Linked DNA regions of Triticum aestivum: all the other regions are linked to region 3. The links are chromatin contacts, called in public Hi-C maps. All regions are on one chromosome and are shown on one strand. The core of a region is the stretch at or near the end of the contact, and the rest is flanking DNA. Distances in the headings are between cores, read along the strand shown. Region 1 holds the start of LOC123049760. Region 2 holds the start of LOC123054215 (cis-zeatin O-glucosyltransferase 1). Region 3 has its middle 60 kb from the start of LOC123054212.

What was found. Hi-C and Micro-C count contacts between places; a contact is called where the count stands out from the background.
Region 1: a contact with region 3 is called in a Hi-C map of leaf, with 6 times the contacts expected there. The contact joins the promoter of LOC123049760 here to the enhancer-like site in region 3. A contact is called at or near these places in 2 of 5 Hi-C or Micro-C datasets (leaf and root).
Region 2: a Hi-C map of leaf shows a contact between it and region 3, with 5 times the contacts expected there. The contact joins the promoter of LOC123054215 here to the enhancer-like site in region 3. A contact is called at or near these places in 2 of 5 Hi-C or Micro-C datasets (leaf and root).

The regions. Positions count from the first base shown.
Region 1 is chr2D:524,704,166-524,707,536 of IWGSC CS RefSeq v2.1, forward strand. It overlaps LOC123049760, which reads left to right and starts at 1,676. Exons shown (of 3, transcript XM_044472640.1): 1 at 1,676-2,040; 2 at 2,554-2,608; 3 at 3,265-3,371. The coding sequence starts at 1,819.
Region 2 is chr2D:525,052,005-525,055,448 of IWGSC CS RefSeq v2.1, forward strand. LOC123054215 (cis-zeatin O-glucosyltransferase 1) reads left to right here and starts at 1,341. Exons shown (of 1, transcript XM_044477933.1): 1 at 1,341-3,065. The coding sequence starts at 1,542. The coding sequence ends at 2,927.
Region 3 is chr2D:524,903,943-524,906,894 of IWGSC CS RefSeq v2.1, forward strand. It overlaps the pseudogene LOC123054213. Among protein-coding and RNA genes, the nearest start is that of LOC123054212, 60 kb to the left of the region's middle. Within about 2 kb of position 1,684, at least 1 of the 8 cell types and tissues checked has an H3K27ac peak or open chromatin away from gene starts, as enhancers often do. A contact at or near this core is called in leaf, where this site is marked.

The DNA.
Region 1 (3,371 bases), core at 426-2,925, 200 kb before region 3:
CCCATGAAAAGAAGCGCCGTCAGACACGGGTTGGTCCGGTTCCATTTAATCCGGCCGGCCATTTTCCAGAGAGCATTTAAGAACAACTCTGCTATACGTACGATGAATTCTCATCCCACACTCATACGATTAAAGACAGCCCAAGACAATTCAGTTTGTGAGCCACAACATGCAACAAGTTTTACCGTCTGATCGTACATGTGTCCGACCAAAATGTACCGTATGCAGAGCAATTTCGATTTAAGAACGGGCGGTTTACAAGCTCCGCCCCTTGCTTTTCTTCCAAAAGAAAAACACCAAATCAGATTTTGACGGGATTCCATTTTTTTTATGGTACACTTTTTGGGCAGTTTGTTTTATTTCTTTCCCATCTCGCAAGGCAACCATGGCAAAGTTTTTTCCCCTCGCTGTTCGTCGGTGAGCCCGTGGATTCAACTGCGTTATGTCCGCCGCTTCGATGGCCAGTGGTGGAGAGGGGGATCCTGATGCCTCGGCTCCATCTAGTAGATAGGTTAGGGTATTTATTTCTCATAGCGGTGGCGCCCGGGCGGATGACGATGCTTCTTCTTCGCATCAGTCTTCCAGATTTCAATCCTTCTCAAGTTCATTCATTGGGATGGATTAGACAGAGCTCTGGCATAGATTCCTCACAAATCCTCAGGGCATCGAGGTTAGGGTTTCTCGTCATGCGTACATGACAATGAGACTTGATGTCAAGTTCTTTAGATACACTCAAGGGTTCAACAACGACGACTGTAGCTCTAGGCGCTGGTCAGGTCAACTCCGGTAGGGGAGCAGCGGCACCATTGCGTCGGCGGCTTGTTCTAGCGGCGGTAGAGGTCGTCCATTGGTATAGGGACCATGTAATTTTAATTATATCTGGTGTGCTTTGTACTTTTGGTGAACTTTATGATAGAGGTGGAAGAGGAAAGATCAAGCTGTCGATGACTTGTGAGTTCAGTTCTTCCTTGGAGCTCAAACCCAATGGCGCAAGTTCTAGAGATATGACACCCACCGAAGCAATCTCCCCGTTTTGGGAGGATCTTGCTTTGGTGTTCGTTGGGCGGCCTACGGTGTCCTACCGTTGTATCTTTTGGTCAAAAGGCGACACCATGGAGCTCCGATGTCCCTCAACGATGCCTCCTTTCCTTCCTCCCGACCTTTGAGCTAAAAGGGATGCAATTTGGCCTTAGCTTTGCGTCTACAACTCCTTCCTCGCAAAATCCTCTCACGGTGGGGCTATGGTCAACCTTTTTGTCCCAAGTGGTTTCGTCCCCAATGATGATGGATTCTAGGCTATGTCGAAGCATGTTGCAAGGATTAAATTGCGATTTAGTTTTCGAGGCCTCTTTTGTAAAATGCACGGGCTAATTTATAATTTTTCTTTTCTATTAGGTCCTTGTACCATCTCAAATACTAAAAAAAAAGTGTGACATTTTTTAAAGATTTAATTTCGAACATAAATTAACCAATAATACATACGCCATTTAACTTCAGAATTATTGTACTGTTGATTAAAAAAATCAAATATTAATCTAATGATAAGATTTTTGTAATGCCTTCTTTCTTAGGGTCAAAGAAAAAAATGTTATCTATTGCAGCCTGGGTCTTTCGAGAATCGAGACCCTTTCCCTAGCTAAAGGTAAATGATTTCTACTTTTCGCAGTCATTAATTTAGAAATGCTTGACTGGAACTGCACGCTTCCTCTGTTCGGGAATATCAATCGTCTCTGAACACACCATCAACTAGCACATCGATTGCTTATCTCGCCTTCAAACTTCCGGTGTTCAACCATTTGCCTCCCACGCGCACGCGGGATGGCAGCTCACGCCACCGCCGCCGCCGCCTCGCCTCTTCCGCCGCCATCGGAGTCGACGGCTGCCTTCGATACGAAGCCGCCACCTAGTCCGCCGCCGCCGCCGCCGCTTTCGGCCGACGCGCCGCCAAAGAAGCGGAAGCTGGAGGAGCTGGGGTTTCACGACTCGCCCTACTACAGGATCAGAGAAGCCGTCGCCAGCCTCCGCGGCCGCTTCCTTCAGGTTCGCACACCAAACCCTTAATCTCTCCGCGCACTCCGTTCAGTCTTGGTAACTGCAGCAACTTGCATAATCGTGCTATTTGTTGGGGTTTTTTACCAGACGTTTTTTTTTTGAGTAATGCTTCAGGCTAGAATGCTGGTAGTAATGCTATGCTTGCTAGTGTAGTTGTTGGAAATTGGATTAGCGACTGAATGGGAAATTTCCAAGGTTCAGTGCTGGGCTCATGCTAGTTTCAGTTGAAATGTATGATGTTGGAGCTCAGAAAGACGGAGAAAAGGGCATACATCTGCAAAATAGAGATTGGAGCCCAGAAAGACGGCGGTGACCACTATAGCTTGTGTCTTCGGACTACACAATTGTTCTGTGCAATCGTGTACTGCCATTGCTGATATTGGATTAGAACTTCTGCTAATTTGACATACCCTCGCCTGCTGTTTACTTGTCAATTGTCGTATGATTTGTACTGGTGAAAACAGGAAGCCACTCTGAAATGGTACATTTGTTTTGTTGAAGGTTTGCCAAGCTACTGATTCCCAGAAGAAAGATGCTGCTCTTGAGATCCTGAAAGGTAAATGTTCAGTTCCTATTGTTGTCAGAGCTTACAGAGATGTGTTCAACTTCCCTGATGTACTGTGTATGTTTTGGGTCCGAGTATGTTTTTTTAGGTGAGTCTGGGTATGTTTTTGGTCAGGTTCATATAGTTTAGGATATCGAACCATTTCCTCTATAATTCAATGTTTTATTTATAGAAGCACAATGTTCTGTGTACATACCATTATGATTGCAATCTAAAATTTTATATCAGTGTGTTACATCTCTTTAACATATAAACACATTGATATGTTACATTTCATAGCCCTGCACTTGATAAACGTCTATTGTTTTTTGTAACATAGCTAATGTATCATGCCGGGCTTGAAACCTAAGATCATAATGTATTTGTCAGGATTCTTATTACCCATCAGAAGTTATATGAAATATACATATACACACTATTCACAGAAGCACTATGAATCTGAATATGTTTACTTCTTTCTGGAAAGCCACTTAAATCGTGCTCTCTGTTTTGGTTTAGAAATTTCTGATGATTAAGTATGGCTTAATGCTTATACCTGACGATTTAAAGGGTCTTCTGAACGTATGGGCTCTTTATCATGGATATGCATGCATGTATTGAAGATAAATAAGGCTAATTAGTCTGCCACTGTACATTTTGTGTTGCAGAGATAAAAGTTGTCATGGAATTATCCAAGAAAATGCGGCTTGATATCTCTGCTGCTGCTGAGCCTGTTAAACCATCGGACATACCTGCAGTTAGAGATGTCAAGATC
Region 2 (3,444 bases), core at 91-2,590, 150 kb after region 3:
CCAAATCAGCATGTACGTATAAGAAATTGTACATTGGACCATATGTGAACCCCTGAGACAAGTTTAGTGATCGTATTTCAGATATTTCTAACTACGAGGACTAAATTGGCCAACGCGACGAGTATGAGGACCACCAGTGAATTTTTCTCTTTTCTGTAATAGCAAGTACTTCAGAAAGCTAGATCAATTACTATTACCTATCATCGCGACCCTTTCATCTGGTATCAGAGACCAAATCACCACCCATCCCTTTGTCAATCTGGTGCAGTTCATCAAGACCTAGAGCTTGCAACAGACGCGCACACAACTCGCGCCCATGGATCCGGTCGTCCAGACCGTCCTCAAGAAGCTGGAGACCATCCTTACGGCCAACGCGGTGATCCAAGCCCAGTCTGTCAAGATCAATGATCTTTTCGCTTGGCGGCCATATTTGGAGAGGCGCGTCGCTGATCTTGGTGACACGGTGGCGGCGCTTCAACTAGCGCAACCACCACCCACATCGTCGACTGGTGAAAACGGCAAGGCGAGCGCAGCATCCTCAGCGTCTTCTTCAGTTGACACAGGCCTTGGGGAGCACGGATTATATGACCTTTCTGCCTTTCCCAATGTTATGTAGTCTTCCTGTAAATTCTATTTTGCGAAAAAGTCTTCCTGTAATCTTTGACAATCTAAAAAGATGTCTTGTTTGACCAAAGTGTTCACATTGCACGAATTGACATATGGTGCTCCAAAAACGGACATAAAATTGTATTTCACGCTACCATCATAGATTCTCCGGTCTTTAGACATTCGTGCGTTAAGTTCAGTCGGTGAGGGTGCGTACCCCTTCGCCGACGAAGGGTACCTTAGTATGTTCGAGATGAGGGACATGGAGTTTCTGCTCGTGAGCTCGCGGCTTCCTTATGAACAGTAAAAAATAGTAAACAACGTAAAGAAAACTTGAATCTTTTGAAACAAACATTTACTAATTGTCTATATACGTGCAAATTTTGGTGAAGAAAACATTCCTAAATGCTGCGGAAAAAATTGATGCTCTAAAAAACTATTTTTGAAAAGCATATTGCAAATCAATGTTTGTTGCCGAAAAAAAATCAGTTGTTTTAAGTTTGTTTCTACTATTGCTTCCCGTTTTATTGTTAATGGGGGAACATTTGAGCTGGTGAGCAGACAGACACTTTCGCCAGACGTGGTAAATTTCTTGAGATGATGAAGTGACATCGGATCGCGCACGGACCATTCGATATTTCGACAGTAGTAGTGGTTGCTAGTACTTGTCAGGTCAATCAACAGACCGGCACCATCCTTTCTCACGGCGACTAGTTGAACAGTTTCTTAGCGGAAAGAAGGGAAAGATCTTCGGAGTCGCAGTTGGAACATTCGCAGTCGCAGCTATGTGAGGCTATCAGTTTGGCTGGCATACGACATGAAGTAGTGTACATATTTCTTCAGGGCAGGGCGAGGCGGGGTCGTGCTCCAATCGCGAGAGCCGCGAACTACGCGTGTGCGCTGTGTACTCGATCCAACTCAATCTAGGAATCTCCATGGATTCCGTCGCGGTCGTGGCGGTGCCGTTCCCGGCGCAGGGCCACCTGAACCAGCTCCTGCATCTGGCCCTGCATCTCGCGGCGCGCGGGCTGCCCGTGCACTACGCGGCGCCGGCGCCGCACGTCCGCCAGGCCCGCGCGCGCGTGCACGGGTGGGATCCGCGCGCCCTCCTCCCCGTCCGGTTCCACGACCTCGACCTCCCCGCGTACGAGCGCCCGCCGCCCGACCCCGCCGTCCCCACGTCCTTCCCGTCCCACCTGATGCCCATGCTCGACGCCTTCGTCGCCCACGCGCGGGACCCGCTCGCCAGGCTCCTCGGGAGCCTCTCCGCCCGCCACCGCCGCGTCGTCGTCGTGTACGACCGCCTGAGCTCCTTCGCCTCGGCCGAGGCTGGGCGCCTGCCCAACGGCGAGGCCTTCTGCATGCAGTGCGTGGCCATGTCGTACAACGTCGCGTTCAAGGACGCCGGGCACCGGCTCCTGCGCGACCACGGCATGGACTTCCACCCCGCCGACGCGTGCATGTCCAAGGAGTTCATGGAGTACATCGCGAGGACGTGGCATGACGGGCAGGGAGCGGCGGTCGGCGGCATGGTCATCAACACGTGTCGTGCGCTGGAGGGCGAGTTCATCGACGTGGAAGCCCAGAGCCCGGAGTACAGCGGCCAGAAGATCTTCGCCATCGGGCCACTGAACCCACTCCTCGACGCGAGCGCGAGGGCGCCGGGGGAGGCGCGGCACGGGTGCCTTGACTGGCTCGATAGACAACCGCCGGCGTCGGTGTTGTACGTATCGTTCGGCACCACGTCCTCGCTGCTCGCCGAGCAAGTCGCGGAGATCGCCGCGGCGCTGCGTGACAGCAAGCAGCGGTTCATCTGGGTGCTGCGAGACGCCGACCGCGGCGTCAACGACGTACACGAGGAAAGCACTGACGGCCAACACGCCAAGTTGCTGTCGAAATTTACCAGGCAAACCGAGGGGACGGGGCTCGTGATCACCGGATGGGCACCGCAGCTGGAGATCCTGGCGCACGGCGCAACGGCGGCGTTCATGAGCCACTGCGGCTGGAACTCGACCATGGAGAGCCTGAGCCATGGCAAGCCGATTCTGGCCTGGCCCATGCACTCGGACCAGCCGTGGGACGCGGAGTTTGTCTGCAAGTACCTCAAGGCCGGTCTCCTCGTGCGGCCCTTGGAGCAGCGCAGCACAGTGGTGCCGTCGGAGGTCATCGGCGAGGTCATCGAGAAGGCGATGGTATCCGGCGAAGGATTGCAAGCGAGGGAGCGGGCAAACGCGCTGGGCGTGTCCATCCGCGCCTCGGTGGCCGAGGGCGGGTCGTCGCACTTAGACCTCCAGAAATTCATCGCTCATATTGCGAGATGAAGCAGGGGGACTAATCTTATCTTATCTTACCTACTAACTAGTAAACGTGTACGTGCAACGCACGTATACACTTGAAAGATATATTTCCTCATTCATCCTAGTTAAGAGTCACTTATTCAAATAAAAAATTTATAAGAATATTTTGCATGGCATGAAACGACAGATGTTCCGGTCTCATTCGGGAAACGGTTGTTTTGCGCCTATTGTGATGTATAGGGAAAATTAATATGGCATGAAACGATGAATGTTCATGTCTCTGACACACAAACATACATGAAACTGGACAACTCCCTAACTAACATGGAACTGTCATTAGCCCTAAATTACAAAGTCACTAAATAAGCTAATATATGTTCAATAAACCTTTCTATCCCATATTTCATAGAACTCACAACCCCCTAACTAATATGATTGCCATTAGCCGCAAATTACAGTCACTAAATAAGCTAATGTTAGTATACAATCCTATTGAGCTACCTTAATTTTTAGACCGATGAAATAGCCAATGTTCTACAAA
Region 3 (2,952 bases), core at 434-2,933:
TCCCCGTCTCTTCTGATTAATGGCGCACGGACTCCAAGGGCGGGGGAGGGCCGTCTGGTCAGGAGTCGGCCTCCCCACAAGCCGGCTGATTAGGGCTCGCCGTCTTCTGGCTTCTCACGGAAAGGTGGGACTCGCCGCCTGTAGGCCGTACCGACAGTCCGTCGTGGGAGCATGGCCTTCTCTGCCGCGGGTGATGCCATGGGCTGCGTGGCAACAGTGCCGCGCTGGGCGAGGGGTGTCCGCCCAGTACGCCGCACTGTGGCAATGCTCCACCCTGGATTCGGGGGCGGCAGACTGCACTGTAGCCATGCCCTGTCTCGTCGTGTTTATGTGGGTGCTAACTTCGAGGGCACGAGGGGCCACCTGCTAGGAGCCGACCTCTCTGAAGGCCGCCTGCTAGGAGTCAGCCCACTCGGCGGTCGCCTTCTGAGTTTTGCTGCCACCTGGCAGCCAGCTCCAGGAAGGCGGCCTTCTGCCTTTGATTCTTGAGGGGCGCAGCCGGCCCCGATGTCTTGAAATATCATGGTAGGCTAATGAGGTTATCCGTGGTGATTTACTCCGACAGGTGGTCAGCCGAGGCAGATATACCGTTTTGTTTGTGTAGGAACATGAGCAACTCTTATATGCATTCATTCTTGTTTCAGGAAGGACTTTCATCAGTCAGTGATGCAAAGTTCCCTGCTGAATGCCCTAGGGAGCTCTCAGATAATGGGATGAGCCGTTCACGAAGCTCCAGGAAGATCCAAGAACTGGATAGGTACATTGAATTACTACATCAGGAAGTGGCACTAACGAGGCAGGAACTTAGGGGTGCTCCCACAAGTCAGTAGGAAGTAGCAGAAGCAGTTGATGATATAAAGGTACACAAAATCATCTCTCTCTCTCTCTCTCTCTCTCTTATATGGAGTTTTAAGTATGTGATCCCTAACATGGTCGTTTGTTATTGCAGAAATCCTTTTTCGGTTGAAGTCATTTTATCTACGAAAGCACCGGTTGCCCTAGCTACACTTTTGAGTACAAGTCATTTTATGTCTCTCACATGCTTGCTGTGCACCAAAAAATGAGTGTACTGAGTTAAGGGCCTGTTTGGTTCCAATAAGTCACCTGACTTATAAGTCAGGTGACTTAAAACCAGTGACTTATAAGTCACGCCTGTTTGGTTGTCATCTGACTTATAAGTCATCTGACCACACCTTCCCACCTTATTTTTTTATGTAAAGGTGGTGGGACCCACGCAAAAAGGGGTGACTTATAAGTTTTAAGTTGGGGTGGAGCAACTTATGACTTATAAATTGCGGTGACTTATAAGTTGGATCTATTTGATAAAATAAGTCACTTTTTTCACTTTTCAACTTATAAGTTGGTGACTTATTTGAAACCAAACAGACCCAGGTATGGCTGAAAACGCTCTCCTGTGTAGGTGTAGGTGTAGTAATAGTAGAAGAGAAGCAGTGATTGCAATCCGACGATTGTGTCATGACATGAGCCATGACGACAAGCATGGGAGATGCAATTGGCAGGTTTATTTATTAATATGTTGTGTTCTTGACCACACATGCAAGGCACATGGCGAACTCGTAGAGCCATACGTCTCCTGCAAGTATTTGCTCTGAACCTGGATGTAAGCATGGCTCCACCGCCGTGGGCTGCTCACCTGCGCGCAGGCCAGGAAGCTTCCGCCGTGACCTGCTTGCCCGCCTACATATACTCTGCCATGCTGCTGTTCAGCCAGCAGCTCACTCAGCACCACCCCCACGTCACGGCCTCACGCCACGGAGAACACAACGTCGATCCGGAGAGCGGAGCACGCAATGGAGCCTGTGGCCGTCGTGGCGGTGCCGTTCCCGGCGCAGGGGCACCTCAACCAGCTACTGCACCTGTCGCTGCAGCTCGCGTCGCGCCGGGTGGACGTGCACTACGCCGCGCCCGCGCAGCACATCCGGCAGGCGCGCGCGCGCGTGCACGGTTGGGGCGAGGAGGCGCTCCATTCCATCCAGTCACGACCTCGGCATCCCCAGCTACGTCTCCCCGCCCCCGGACCCCACCGCCGACTCGCCCTTCCCCTCCCACCTCATGCCCATGTTCAAGGCCTACATCGCCGGCGCGCGCGCCCCGCTCGCGGCTCTCCTCGACAAGCTTTCCGGCTCCTACCGCCGCATAGTCGTAGTGCACGACCCCATCAACGCCTTCGCCGCCGAGGAGGCCGCGCGGCTGCCCAACGGCGAGTCGCTCGGGCTGCACTGCTTGGCCGTGTCCATGCTCGTTGGAAGAATGGATGCCAATCACCGGCTACTGCGAGAGAACGGCCTCGTCTACAGCGCCATCGAGGAATGTGCGACCAAGGAGTTCGTGGAGTACGCCAACCGGGCCAGACCGACGAAAGACATCTCGCCCGGCGCGGGCATCCTGGCAAACACATGCCGCGCGCTCGAGGGTGAATTCATCGACGTTGTCGCCGGGCACCTGGCCGCCGACGGCAAGAAGAGCTCTTCACCATTGGACCGTTAAACCCACTGCTTGACGCCAGCGCACCGAAGGAGAGCAAGCAGCGGCACGAGTGCCTGAACTGGCTGGACGAGCAGCCTCCGGCGTCGGTGCTGTATGTGTCCTTCGGCACGACGTCGTCCCTGCGAGCCGAGCAAATCGAAGAGCTCGCAGCAGCACTGCGCGGCAGCAACCAACGCTTCATCTGGGTGCTGCGCGACGCGGACCGCGGCGACATATTCGCGGAGGCCGGCAAGAGCTGCCACGAGGAGCTGCTGTCAGAGTTCACCAAGCACACGGAAGGGAGGGGGCTGGTGATCACCGGGTGGGCGCCGCAGCTGGAGATCCTAGCACACAGCGCCACGGCCGCGTTCATGAGCCACTGCGGCTGGAACTCGACCATGGAGAGCCTGAGCCACGGCAAGCCGATTCTGGCATGGCCCATGCACTGCGACCAGCCGTGGGACG